2 separate regions of the Ovis aries genome follow, and region 2 is linked to region 1. A link is a contact called in public Hi-C data. All regions are on one chromosome and are shown on one strand. The core of a region is the stretch at or near the end of the contact, and the rest is flanking DNA. Distances in the headings are between cores, read along the strand shown.

What was found. A called contact is a pair of places that touch in the nucleus more often than the background predicts.
Region 2: a contact with region 1 is called in a Hi-C map of skin fibroblasts, with 2.6 times the contacts expected there. The contact joins the enhancer-like site here to the promoter of CCN4 in region 1. A contact is called at or near these places in 2 of 16 Hi-C or Micro-C datasets (skin fibroblasts and tail adipose tissue).

The regions. Positions count from the first base shown.
Region 1 is chr9:21,263,746-21,266,335 of ARS-UI_Ramb_v3.0, reverse strand. CCN4 (cellular communication network factor 4) reads left to right here and starts at 1,302. Exons shown (of 5, transcript XM_027972877.3): 1 at 1,302-1,575. The coding sequence starts at 1,504.
Region 2 is chr9:21,296,761-21,299,350 of ARS-UI_Ramb_v3.0, reverse strand. No RefSeq gene overlaps it. Among named protein-coding and RNA genes, the nearest start is that of CCN4, 33 kb to the right of the region's middle. Within about 2 kb of position 1,315, at least 2 of the 54 cell types and tissues checked have an H3K27ac peak or open chromatin away from gene starts, as enhancers often do.

The DNA.
Region 1 (2,590 bases), core at 53-2,552:
CCCACAAATTTCTCTTTCTGTTTCATTGGCCAGAATTGGATAAGAAGCCCACTCTTAGGTCAATGAATGGAGAAATCATCAGAGCCACCTCTTACGGGGTCATGTCTGTGGTCATAAACCCCCTCCACAGACACAAACCTGCCACCACTTCCAAGCAGCCACATGTGGTTCAGCATCCCCTTGTTCAAGTTACAGGGAAAGGGAAGACATGGCGTGAGTGTTATGAGAACCGCAGGGGAGAGGGCTTCCACTGAGGTGCAGGGATGGGAGTTTGCTGGGGAATGAGACGAGCAGCATGGGGCCCACCGAGGCTGAGTGCAGAGCAGAGGAGGGAGAGAGGCAAGAGAAAAAAAGAGATCGGAGAGGCAGCTGGCCCAGAGGCCACGCCAGGACTGGGAATTCCATGCTAAGTCAATGGGCAGGCTTAGGGAGGCTGGCACCGGGAGAATGCCATCACCGTAGTCCTATTCGCCAAGGTTCGCTCTGGTGGCTCTGAGAAGGGTGGTCAGTAACCAACAAACAGGAGTCTGTGGCTAAGGTCCACGTGGGGGTGAAGGGGCTGGACGAGGGCAGACCAGGCTCCAAAGGAGACGCCCTTACCGGTGTGGCAAGTGTGCTACAGAGCATAACAGCCAGGCACCCCGAACCCACCAGGGACAACAAGCACCCAGATGCAGAGAGACAGCCCCAGTACCCAAGGGTGTGTGTGTGAGTGTTAGTCGCTCAGTCATGTCTGGCCCTTTGCGACCCCACGAACTGTAGCCCGCCAGTACGCAAGACTTCAGGCTAAGAGCAGGGGAGGGAATGCCCACAAATTGAAACCAGGGCTTTAATTTGTGGAGGGGGTAATGATGGTATGACGGGCTCCAGTTCTGAGCTCATTGGTGAATTCCTACCATTTCGAGATCAGTGGACTAAAGCCATCCTCCTTTCTTGCAGCCAGAAAGAGAGAGGCGTGAAAGACGACAAATGCAAACCAGAAGCAGAAGCAGCCGGAGGGAATGGGAGGGAGTTGATTTTCTCCACTGGGAACGCTTTCAAAGCCCCTGCCAGCGCCAGGCCCTGAAACTGGATCTCCGCCTCCACCCAGCACCCTCCACTGGCTCCCCCTCCCCACCTTTGAGAAATGCCCAGGGAGGATGACCCCGGCTCCTTCTGTGAGGTTTTACCACCCCCGGTGTGAAATCACAGCCCTGTAACTTTCCCTTTAAGAGCTGTCAGAGCCGGGGAGGCTGGCCAAGCTTGGATTGGAGGTGGGGACAGAGAGAAGAAAGAAAAAAAAAAAAAAGAGAGAGAGAGACAGGAAAAGTTTTTCAGAGGAAAATGCAGGGTTTGTCCTTAACCCTGACGTCAGATCTTACTTTAATAAAACCCCCTGAGGGCTGCGGGAAGAGGCATATCTGGCACTTTTGATGGGCCAGGTCAGTCTCGGTCCAACTCCCCCGAGAAGTGGCCGAATCCTCTGGGCTACTCCGTAGATGCCTTGGCCACCGACCTCCAGGCATGAGGTGGTTACTGCCCTGGACGCTGGTGGCAGTGGCAGCAGCAGCTGCAGCGGGCAGCACCTTGGCCACGGTGAGTCCTGTCCCGAGGGGCACCGTCCCCATCGGCCCTGCTGTGCGGGTGGGTGGGATGAGAAGGGCTGAAATGTTGGGGGGGCAGGCAGGGAAGTGTCCACTGAGGAGCCAGGGCAAGCCCCAGGGTGAGGAGTCAGGCTGCTGGGGACAGATGGTCCTGGCAGGAGGGGAATCACGGCCAGTACCTTGGGAAACAAACCAAACAGGACTTCTATGCCCTTTATTTCCCACCTGAAATGCAGTAGAAAGGGGGTACTTGGAGGAAATGGGAGTCAGGGAGCCTGGACTCCAGGCAGAGGTCTGCCCAGACTCGCTGTGTGGCCTTGGGCTAGTCACTCACTCTCTCTGAGCAGCATAAAGTGAGGAAGATTGTTGTTACACTTCTAGCCTTTGGGTTTGGAAAATGAGTCTCCAAGTGTTGGAGATACTACAAGACGGGGTGGAAAGGACCAAGGAAAGTTGGAAGGAAAAGGCTAGCTTTCAACAAAAGGGCTCACATGTGCCACAGGACTCGTGATGATTCTCCAACCACAACTGCCTTGGGCTTGCACAGCTCTCTACAGTTTATGAAGCATGCACGTTTGGGTCCTATAGAAGATACCCGCTGGTTCAGGAGGACCCTGAGGGTTCTCTGTCTCCCACCTCCATCCTGGGGCACACCGAGGGGAAGGGAGGAAGGTCTGCCCCTCCGAGAAGCCAGGGAGCGAGACACGTGGCAGCACGGAGCCAGGCAGCGGGCTCGGGGCGGGGATCAGGCACAGGGCGGGCAGGAGGTGGGCAGCTGCAAAGAGCTTCTGAATCCAAGAGCCCACGGCCCCGGGCCAGGGCCTGCTGCCAGGAGTGAGGCCAAGAGGCTGGCGGAGGGCGGTGGGAGGGAGTTCATTACCCACTCCCACAGACAGCTTTCTTGGGATTTGATGTGCCCCATTTCCAGGGAACTGAGGGAACTGAGGCTGGAGGGGGTAAGCTACTTGCCCATGGGCTCAAAGACACAGGTTCTGATTCAACGAGAT
Region 2 (2,590 bases), core at 66-2,565, 33 kb before region 1:
ATGCATACACATATGGGCACACACAAGTATACACACACGCTCACACTCACTCTCTCTCCAAAGTGTGGTTCTCGGGACCCCCTGCCCCTCACTCAGCCTGCTTTTCTGCACCTCCTTCCCATAATGCCCTCCTCTCCTTGGCATCTCCCCACCCTGTTCACGTGAGAACCCCACCTGCTTGTGTGACAGACTCGTACTAAAGGTTGGGGTCACGAACACCACCCACACAGAGCAGGAACAACTGGATACAGGACCCTAGACATTTGGGCTTCTCGGCCATCACACCCCAGGCCCTCTTTCCCTAGCCTCTCCCCAGGCTTACCGCCCACTTGCTCACCCGTGGACCTCTTGTGATATCTTCCTCTTCTCCTCTTTCCTGACTCTGGCCTCTCCCTCCCTGCCCATCAGAAAAGCCCTGGAATCCCTGTTACGGTATCAGGTGAGTCATCTTTACCCACTCTGCTGTCACGTCCTGGGGCGGGGTGTGGGGTGGGATGGGGAGAGGTCTGTGCTTGTCCCGATCCAAAAGGCCCTCGATGGCCTTTTTTCTAAACCAAAGTGTCACCCAGCATTGTCAGCTACATCATCCCTTCCGCCTTTTCTTTCATTTGGCTATACCACAGTACACAGGATCTTAGTTCCCCGACCAGGGATGGACCCCGCACCTCCTGCATGGAAGCGCAGTCTTAACCACTGGACCGCCAGGGAAGTCCCCCTTCCATCTTTCCCACCTGTAGCTCTTGTTCATCAGAACAGTTCAGAGGCTTTGCAGGAGTCCCTTGGCACCCTCTTCGAGGGGCTGCTGCTCTGCCCCTCCCCGGCCACCTGCCCCCCCCCGGCCACCTGCCCCCAGCCGCTCAGGCGGGGCCCCGGGTCCAGTGGAGGTGCCTATTGGTCATGGGTTCTGCAAGCTCTTTCCTTTCACACTGGCACAGTAGGAATGAGTGAGCAAACCCTGTTTCTTTATGTGTTTAGCGGGGAGAGTGGATACATAGGGTGGGGTGGAAGGCATGTGAGTGCATGTTGTGTGTGTGTGTGGACACATGTGGGCACGTGTGACAGGGCTGGAGGCTGTGTGCAGGCACGTGCTCCCTCGTGCTAGTCCTGGAAGTGGTGTGTGTGTGCTCACATGACCATCTGTGCTCTGGGCTGGAGGTGGTGTGTGTGTGCTCACGTTCGCCCGAGATGGAGGTCAGGGGGCGGGCCGGGAGACATTTGTATATGATTTGAGATTTCCCAGGCCGCCTCTTGCCAAGCGGTTTCCTCTGAAACTCAGAATCAGCCCATATGGCCTGGGATGGAAAATACCAGTGTCAGCGGCCAGGCCCTGACTCATTCTGAAAGCCTGCAGGCCCACCACTGGCGGCTGGGAGCCCTGCCCTCCGGCCAGCTCGCCCCTGCCTCCAAGTGGTGCCTCTGAGGACCCAGGTTCCCTCCCCAAGGTTCAGAGGGCCATGAAAACCCTTTACTACCTTCATCACCAGACTCCCCCTCGGCCCGGCTCCCTTCCCCAGAACACAGCTCCATCTGCCACCTCTGCCCTCTGTGTTCAAAATGCTCCCAACCAGAGCCTTCCCAGGAGGGCCTGGAGTGTCACGGAAGCCCCAGAGGTCCTGGTGGCCACGTTGGCAGGGCACAGCATCACCTCTGCTGAAACGGGGCCGCTGAGACTGCGTCCAGCAGAGAAATCACAGAAACACCCACATTTTCATACCAGACCATCACCCTGTCCAAGACCCTCCCCTGCTCCTGATCCTTGCCCCCGCCCTGCTGTGAGAGTCCCTGGTGGCTGGGGACCTGGGGTGAGGCTGGGGGATGTTTGAGAGCACACCGAGTCAGCAGAGCAGGTGGCCAGTCAGACCCGGACATCCTGATGCAGCGAAAGGCAGCTCCCGAGTGGCCACATCAACGGGCCCCAGGGTGGGGCCACCCTCTGTGCTGGGAGCTGCACCCCACGTGCAGGGTGTCTTCCTGAGTGGAGGCCACGCTGTAATTTCACAGGTGTACCTTCTGCTGCTCCGGGGAGAACCTGTTCTGATATTTGGCTGGAGTGGATCGGAACCACCATGCTGGTGGTCTAGCATGCCGCATGGCTGATTCATTGGCCCTGCTGTCACGGAATATTTTCCCTTGGGGAGGCGGCAGGGCGAGGGGGGAGTCCCTTCTCCCCACCACCTGTCCACCACCCCCTACGATTGCTCATGCATTTGGAGCCTCGCAGTCATTAAGACACCGAAAAGCCTCCCGGGCTAGCAATTTCTTCTGACTGAACTACAACGCCTACTTCTGCCTCTAGTCCCCTCTTCCTTCTTGGTGTTAATAGATGGTGAACAGAGCCAAATGGAAATGTCACGCAGCCTTGTCTTCCCGAATCCTCTCCTAGCCCCTCTGTTTCTCCACAGTCTAGTCCCTCCCTCCTATGTCTGTTCCTAATTTCTACATAAAGCCTCAGTTGCTGCTCCGGGTTTCAGGATGCTCTCTCAAATGACCAGAGCAAACCAGCGTGGACCTCCACACAGCTCAGGAGGACGCTGCCTCAGGGAAACAAAGCTGGACCCTGGGAGCATAATTGCTCTCCTTACAGGCTGTG